2 separate regions of the Mus musculus genome follow, and region 1 is linked to region 2. Evidence: chromatin contacts called from public HiChIP or PLAC-seq data. All regions are on one chromosome and are shown on one strand. Each heading gives the region's core, a stretch centred on a gene start, on an enhancer-like site or on the middle of the called end of the contact. The rest is flanking DNA. Distances are from core to core; before and after follow the strand shown.

Evidence for each region. HiChIP or PLAC-seq counts read pairs in DNA pulled down with a chosen protein or histone mark.
Region 1: a contact with region 2 is called in an H3K27ac HiChIP or PLAC-seq map of microglia, with 3 times the contacts expected there. The contact joins the enhancer-like site here to the promoter of Itga5 in region 2. A contact is called at or near these places in 4 of 39 promoter capture datasets (the HPC-7 cell line, embryonic stem cells, hippocampal neurons and 1 more), 1 of 15 datasets of contacts at CTCF or cohesin (the NIH/3T3 cell line), 18 of 484 Hi-C or Micro-C datasets (the C10 cell line, the C2C12 cell line, the G1E-ER4 cell line and 12 more), 7 of 115 datasets of contacts at active chromatin or transcription factors (bone marrow-derived macrophages, embryonic fibroblasts, embryonic stem cells and 1 more) and 3 of 9 other capture datasets (adipose tissue, liver and pancreatic islet).

What each region holds. Positions count from the first base shown.
Region 1 is chr15:103,400,205-103,404,239 of GRCm38.p6, forward strand. It overlaps Gtsf1 (gametocyte specific factor 1), which reads right to left. Exons shown (of 9, transcript NM_028797.1): 9 at 2,254-2,354. Among named protein-coding and RNA genes, the nearest start is that of Gm52195, 8.4 kb to the right of the region's middle. Within about 2 kb of position 2,122, at least 9 of the 459 cell types and tissues checked have an H3K27ac peak or open chromatin away from gene starts, as enhancers often do. A contact at or near this core is called in bone marrow-derived macrophages, microglia and pre-B cells, where this site is marked.
Region 2 is chr15:103,363,859-103,368,242 of GRCm38.p6, forward strand. It overlaps Itga5 (integrin alpha 5 (fibronectin receptor alpha)), which reads right to left and starts at 2,933. Exons shown (of 30, transcript NM_010577.4): 1 at 2,442-2,933. The coding sequence starts at 2,668.

The DNA.
Region 1 (4,035 bases), core at 872-3,371, 36 kb after region 2:
CCTTCTCTCCTGTTTTTGTTTCAGAACTCACTATGTAGCCCAGGTTATGCTCAAACATAGGGACAATCTTCTTGCCTCAGCCTGTCAAGGCTGGTTATACAAGCCACCATATCTGGAACTATTTTCTTTTGAATTTCTTTGCACAAATATGTTGCAATTAAACTCATATCTGTTATTTCCAAAACTGGTTCAGAATTCCTCCCTGAAGTGCAGCATGCAGTTTTGTTTTGTTATTACCGAAACAAACAAATCAAAAGTTACTTATCTCCGGACTTTGGGGGCACATAGGTGGTTCATTCCTTCTCAATATATTAACATCATCTCCAGAAGAAATATTATAGTTACCCCCTTAAGATTACATAGCTACAGGAAGGGATAATATGCTCATGCTGATCTTTTTTTTTTAATTTACTTATTTATTATATGTGAGTACACTGTAGCTGTCTTCAGACACTCCAGAAGAGGGAGTGTCTCAGATCTCATTATGGTGGTTGTGAGCCACCATGTGGTTACTGGAATTTGAACTCAGGACCTTTGAAAGAGCAGTCAGTGCTCTTAACCGCTGAGCCATCTCTCCAGCCCACTCATGCTGATTTTAAAGCAATTTTTAGAGCTTGAAAATAAAATAGAACACAGCTTTGCTCGTTAGGAAAGAAATGTGCTTTAGGTAAAAGTCTTGGAAATACCAAGTCCATACACAAGGAGCTACTCACCCTCCCCGTCTATCACCTGCAAACAAGCCTACAAGAGCACTTGGAAGTATTTGTCAGTGTGCTTCTTCCAAGTCCTTCTTTATGCACATGGCTTTAAAACAAGCTAAACCTGCCCCAAAACAACCAAAGCTGGCCTAGAAGGGCCAGGAATGCAGCACAGTGGTACAGTTTAGCATGTGTGAATTCCTGGGTTCAATCCTCATCACAGGAACAAAAAACGAAACAAACTGCTACAAAAACGGCTCCAGGGCCAGACATGGTGGCTTATGTTTGTAAACCAGCCTAGGATAAGTAAGAGGGGGTTGGTGGTGTGGAAATGCCACGAGTTCCAGACAAGCATGAGCTACAGAGTGAGACCATCTTTTATTTTTTAATGTTTTTTTGTTTGTTTGTTTTTTCGAGACAGGGTTTCTCTGTGTAGCCCTGGCTGTCCTGGAACTCACTTTGTAGACCACGCTGGCCTCGAACTTAAAAATCCGCCTGCCTCTGCCTCCCAAGTGCTAGAACTAAAGGTGTGCGCCACCACTGCCCAGCTTTTTAAAGGTTTTTCAAGACAGGGCTTCTCTGTGTAGCTGTCTGGAACTCTCTCTTTGTAAGCTAGAGCAGGCCTTGAACAACACAGGCTTAAAAAATGTGCCAAGAGGTGGTGTCACGCATGCCTTTAATTCCTGCACTTGGGAGGCAGAGGCAGGCAATCTCTTGAGTTCAAGGCCAGCCAGAGCTACACAGAGAAAACCTCTTTTGAAAAACCAAAGAGTGAAACAAAACAAAAATCTAAATTGCTATGCACATATCCCAAGGCAATAATGAGGGCCCCTCACACATTTATACTCTCAATTCAAATCAAATGCGACAGGTGGAAAGCCCATGCTTTCTCCAATTATCCATTTGAGCCTCCCTTTGTTCCTATAGAATCCACAGCTAGCTTGATAGTATATTTTCTAGGTAGAATATAGGGAGATACCCGCCCTGCCCAAACTTAACCCCTGCTGGAAATATTCAAGCAGAGAGATGTCTAAATGAGAATGGGGAGTTTTGCAGTACATAAGATATCTCAGAGATAGTGGATGAACAGATGTATTGTTCAGGAAAAGCCCAGGTTTTTATTTTTTGCTTGTTTTTGTTTTTCTGATACATGGTTTCTCTGTGTACTGCTGGCTTTCTTGGAACTGCTTTGTAGACCAGCTGACCTTAACTCAAGAGGTTATCCTGCCTCTGCCTCCTGAGTGTTGGGATTAAAGGTATAAAAAGCCCAGTTTTTTAAATTCTTAAAAGATTTTGGTCTACAAATGCCAGAAACATAAACACATAGTTACTTTTTTTAACCCAAGTTTTCTGTCTATGTTAGCTGGACTCTGTACAACAGCTTCACATCACTGTATCATTAACTAGAATGGGAAGTGATTTTTTTTCTTAATTTGAGGTTAGTAGGTATTTAACCAAACTATCAAGCTGTCTTTTTTAGCAATATATAAATATTTGGCATTAAATAATTGAGGAGTAAAGTCTCAGCAGTTTAAAAAAAAAAAGTACTTGCCAGTTTGAAAGTCACAGACAGTTTACTGTTCTATAATTAGATAAAGAGAAAAAAGAAGAACCCTTGGTAGCAGGAATAAGCAAGAGTCTTCCACAGTCTGGCATCTGCAAGGAAATGAGAAAAAAGTTTTTACTTCCCTTCAGTGACAGAAGTACCAACTACATCTGACACAGTTGACACAATCCCTCAAACTCTTATGAGAGCTGTCCCAGAAATTTACTGTTGTTAATGGCAGGACACCGAGTACCTGCTGACCCTCTTCTCTTTAGTACCTCTGTGTACATGAAAATTTGCTAATTGAATTAAAAACATTCTTCACAGTCATTAATGTACATTTCTGTGTCAAAAGCTTCTCAAGTGAGAACTGAATCTGTAGGCAACTGACTACTTTGAACAATTCTTCAATAAATAAATTCTAATTAACTTAATTTTGGTATTTTTCCTCTCAAATACTTTATTACTCAATTAAAAATATTGATATATGTATCTGTGTGTATGAAGACTTTTAATTATATTCATTCAGGGCTGCAGAGATGGCTCAGTAGTTAAGAGCATTTGTTGCTTTCGCAGAGGACCCAGGTTTAATTCCCAACACTCAAAAGGTGGTTCACAACCATCTATAACTCCATTTCTGGGGAATCTGATGCCCTCTTCTGACCTCCACGGGCAACTAGTGAAGTTAAAAAGCCAAATGCCATCCAGATGTGGTACCACACACCTTAAATCCTAGCACTTAAGAGACAAAGAAAGGTGGATCTCCATGAGTTGGAAGCCAGCCTGGTTTAGTTCCAGGACAGCTAGGGTTACATAATCAAGAGACCTTGTCTCAAAAAAAGTGGGTTGGGGTGAGTGGGAGAAAGCACTTTGTTTTTATCTTATGAGAAGCTTCTCCTATGCTTTCATTATAGAGTTGTCTTTTTTATTTACTAAACAGCTATATACTGTATTGATCATCAGACATTTTGTACAACATATTAAGAGAACAATTCAAAGTTCCTCATATTTATCCAGGTCTGTTCAATGTATTTTTTCTGATACACCTTAGTGTATCTTTCTTCTGTGGCCAAAGTTCATTTTCTTGTTTCCAGATGTACTTAACAATTTAAAGTCAAAACCTACCAAGCTGAGTATGGGTGGCACACACCTTTAATTCCAGTGCTTATAAGCGGGCAGAGGCAGGCAGAGTTTGAGGGTAGCCTAGTATACAGAGCAAATTTCAGGACAGCCAGAGCTATATAGAGAAATCATGTCTCAGAAAAAAAGAGAAAAAGGTCAAAACCTATGAAAAGTGGCTAATTGCTAGAAGAAACTGATAAATTTCTAGCAATGATTATTAAAGAGTATTTCTTTTTATTATTTTTTAATGCTTTATTTTAAACTTTTATTTTTGAGACAGGGTTTCACTATATAGTTCTAGCTGTCCTGGAACTCACTCTGTAGACCAGGCTGGTCTTTGACTCAGAGATTCTCCTACTTCTGACTCTCTTGAATGCTGTGATTAAAGACTAAGACACCATGCCTGGCTGGGTGTTTCCACTTAGCTTTTGCAGTTCTAATCAGGAAAAACATTAGTTTAAAATGGACTCCACCACAGATTTATCTGCTTCACTTGAGATTGGTACTGGCTAGCAACAGGCCAACGACTCATTTATTTGATAAACATTCACTGAAGGACTAGTATCTGCAAGACAGCTGAAATAGAATCCTATCCCAGCCTTCCTAAAGTCCCTATCCCATGAGCAGTAGGGCTGGGCAATCTTAGGCAAGGCAGCCAAGCTTAGCCCT
Region 2 (4,384 bases), core at 1,683-4,182:
TATAACTATCACAGTTATTAGCAAGTACTACAAGCATTGTAAGGACTGAGGATGTAGCCCAGCAAGTGGACTGCTTGCCAATCCTGCACAGAGGCCCTGGGTTCAATCTCCATAAACTGGGTGTGGTGGAGGGTGTGACAGAGCCTGCCCACCATCCTAGCACTCTAGAAAGGTAGGGTCAGAAGTTCAAGGTCATCCTTGGCTACAGTTTCAGACCAGCCTGGGAATGAATGAATGAATGATTGCAAGTAAGAAAGAAAGGAAAACTTAGAATAGGAGGGTGTCAGGGAAGAACATCAGAATCAGGAATTCCTCCACAGAACTCGTGCCTTGTGTATGTTGCTCATCCTCTGTGGGCAGGCACCTTTTAGCTATTGTCTCCTTCAGTCCTAAGAATCAGTTAGGTATCCTGTGCAAGGGGAGGCTGAACTGCAAGGATTTAAGTAACTTGCTCAAGCCCGGGCTCTTTAGTGAATGGTAAGCACTCACACCCAGAGCTGCCTGGCTTCAAGCTTCTTCACCCCTTTATGTCTGTGTAACCTCAGCAGAGCTCACCCCGTTCTCTTCATTATTCAATATGAGAAGTAATGCAGGAGGAACAAGGAACACCAAGACCACAGCCACAAAGGGGCTGAGAGGGGTGGAGGGGAGTCTAAAACACACAGGTGCTGGGAGGGAAGTCACAAGGAAGGAGAATGCCCCAGAGCTTATGCCCAGAGCAAAGGTGAGGGCGGAGTAGAATGTGAGCTGGACACCTGGGTTCTCTTGAGGAATGGAGGCTGGGGCTTGTTTTAGAAGAAACCTCAGGGACTGGAGGATCAGGCCAGGGGCTACTGGGAGTGCAAAGTCCAACAGATATTTTAAAAGAGAACTGACAGTTTTGTGTGGGGAAGAGTGACACCCTGATGGGGGAAAAGACCCTATACCCCCTCCATCCTCTCTGCTCCATTAGGGTTGTGGTAAGAAATTTGGGGGACCCTGGCAGAGGCTCCGGGACAGGGTGATGAAATGAGGTTTGGGCAAGAGGCCAGGGTGCGGGGTGGGGGTTGGGTGGGGACCTTGAAAAGCTCAAATTCAACGGCTGTGGCCTAGTTATCTTTCTGTTTTTCCATCCCTAAGTCCCTCAGATAAAGTTAAAAAAACTGTCCCTTCCCCAACCAAATTAGCTAGAGTTAATCCCACCCCCAGCCCCCTAATTAAATAACAGCTAAAATCAGATGACTTCTGACAAAGGTCCAATCAAGCCCTAAGATCCCAGGGTCGGTGTAGGTGCTGCCATGGGCAGAGAGAGGCTCAGAGCTAGTAGGTGGAGAAACACCTACTGCTGTCATCAAAGGGGTTCAGGAATATGGCATCTGGGGTCCCTTAGCCCAGCAGTTGGGACCGTCACTTTTCTCTTACTTCCAGACCTCCTCTCCTTATTTAAACAAACACGTTTGTTTCAATGTGGCCTCTAATTTTCCCAAGCCTCTGGGCACCAGTCTAGGTCTGCTTACTACCCGGAAATAAGGATTCTCCATAGAGATTTTCAGGAACCTTCGTTCTGATGCTCTTGGGCCCAGAGAGCCTATATCTTTCTCAGCTTCCGACCCTAGTCCCAGAAGTCTGAGTTCTACTACAGCCGACAAGCTACAGGAAATCAGCTTTTCTCTTCCTCCCAAGAGCTAGAGCAAGAGGGAAACCGCCCACCCCCCTTCAGGCGCGCGCACTCACACCCCTCCCGACACATCCGTGCACCGCCCTGGATTGATCCGGCCACTAGCCCTAGTACCCCCAGTGCCAGGGTTCTGGGATTCTCCCCAAGTTCTTGGATCTCTTCGCCTGAAGAGACTGGGGGTGGGAGGCAATTCAGGAGAATGAGGAGAAAGGGGAGGGAGCCTTCGTCTTCCTCCCGGGTCTTTCCCGAGTCTGAGTTGATGGGGGAGGGGAGGATGAGACTGGCCCCCACATAACCTTCCGACCCTCTCAGTCTGTCTTTCCTCTTACGGCACACGCTTACCCAGCTCCAACCCTCTCAATAGCCCCACCGAGGATCTCGAGGTTCTTCCACTGCCTCCTAAGGCCCTGCCCGGCCTCCGCACCCCCCTCGACTCCCACCCGCCACAGGTCTCCCGCAGCCCACAGATCGCCAGAGACCCTAAGCTTTCTGCGCCCTCTCCTCCCGGTTGGCCCTTAGACCCTGCCTGTACTTCTCCAGCTTCTAGATTCGGGTCCTCTCCTCATGCCACACAAGTTTCGACACCGATCTCACACTCCACGTCGGCCACGGTCCCTCCCTGCTGCAGCGCGGGCCCCCAATTCTAGCTTGGGCCCCCAACTCAAGTCTTGGTCTTTCCAAACTCCGCCCTCCAACTCAAGTCCTGGTCGCTTCCAGTCCTCGGCGCGCCCCCAGTTTCCAGGTGGCCCCCTGCCCGCTTCCCGCCGCCAACCTCGCCACTCACCCGTCCCTTCCCGGCCGGTAAAACTCCACGGAGAAGCCAAAAAGGGAGCCGGGGGGCCCGGAGAGCACCGCCGGGGCCTCCGCGTCTAGGTTGAAGCCCCCAACCTGGAGTGGTGGCGGCCACAGTAGCAGCAGCAGAGGCAGCAGCGGCGGTAGGCGTCGGGGCCCCCAGCGCAGCAGCACCGCGTGGAGAGGAGATCGAGGCGACCGTGGCGTCCAGCTCCCCATAGTGCCCGCTCTTCCCTGTCCTGGGGCCACCGACCCGGAGCCGCTTCCTAAACCTCCCAGAGGCGAATGACTCAACGCGGGGAGGAGTTTGCCAAACTCCCGGCTGGGCCCTCCCCCCGGCCGCCGGGCCGGCTGGCGGGGGGGCATTCCTGGGTCCCGGGGACGCCGAGGCCGCGCCCCGCACCCGAAGGGGCGTGGGGGGCCGCACCTCTGAACCCTGGCTCCGGCCCCAGCTGGAGGCCGGTGGTCTGGCCTGGCTCAGACTGGGCGGGCTTGGGTTCTTCGCCCTCCTCTCCGCTTCCCCCTCCTCCCTCCCCCTCCTTTCCAGATGTACAACGTAAACGCTCGGAAAAGTAGTCGGAAAAGGGAGCAGAAAATTTCCTAATGAGGAAAGGAATCACCTCTGGGGGGCGGAGGGAGCCTGAATATTGTGTGTGTGTGTCTCCCTCATTTCTTCAGGAAAAAAACTTTGGGGTCGAGAGACAGGGGACTCCTCTGGCGTCCGGCCAACAGGGATTCCCCTTGCCTTCCGGGGCCACTGGGTGCCTGGGTTCTGGCCAGCTAGATTGGGACTCTGCAGCCCAGTCACTGAACGCTCCCCAGACAGCCTCCTGGGGTAGCTTCGTTGGCCTCGGGAATTCCGCGGCTGCCCCTCCCCAAGCTGATAGAGTGGAAAGCATAGGACTTTTGGGGTCTCTGACACAGGAGCATTGGGCTTTATTTGCTAACGTTGGGTTTGGAAGTCTCTGTTCTGGCCCTTTCTTGGATTTGATACCTGACCAAGTGGCCAACCTCTCAATTCAGTTCCTTCATCAGATTGCCTGATTTCCTGGATAAGCCCCAGAAAGATAAGTGATGGGTAGCAGTTGTGATGGTGGTGGTGGGGAGTCTTCAAAGGGAACCAACTTTCAGCTTCTGTTGGCCATCTGAAACCCAAGACACTTGCATTATTTGTGTAAGTAGAGGAAGGGGTGGTAGTAAGTGAAGGTACCTTGTTAGCCCCTAGCTCAGGCTGTGTGTGATGAGATCACCTTTCAGGATTCTGGTCTTTATCTTAGTCTGGGGGGAGGGGAGAGAGGCCTACAGTCTCCCCTAATCCCCTTTGCTTTCTACTCCCTTCTCAGCCTTTTTCCTCCAGGACTTCTCCCCTTTCAGAATAAGGCCCACAGAGTAAAATCCTGCCCTCTTCTTGCCCTTCTCTTTTGACCCGTTGTGGCCTGAGGGGATGCTGAATAAAAATCCCAGAGTCATTTTTTTTTTTTTCCTGCTGCATGCTTCCTCTCATCTGTTACTCTTACTCTGCTTTCTGTCCTCAGTCACCCAGCTAGATCTTCAAAAGCAGATCTCCAGGGCCAATTGCAGCCCCAGAGAGAGGCCAGCTGAACAGACTACAGCCTAACCCTGGCTCCATTCCACTTTCACATCTGCAGGTCCTGACCCTTCGTCAGGTGGGAAACATAAGGAATCTGTGGGTCAGGATCTGAGGCAAGCAGTACCCAAAGTCAACCTCTGGTGTGATTGGCCAGGGGGGGAACCCAGGTGAAGAGGAGAATGGACTTTTATTTACTGTTTATAGACATTCATGTGAGGCTTGGGTCCCACATGTGTGAATCCAGCCCTCTCCTTTCTCAGCCCAGACTTTTAGATTTTTTTCCCAGGATTTAGGAGCTGGGGAGGAAGGGGGGAGGTATACAGCTAGGGAGGTGTGTGACTCAG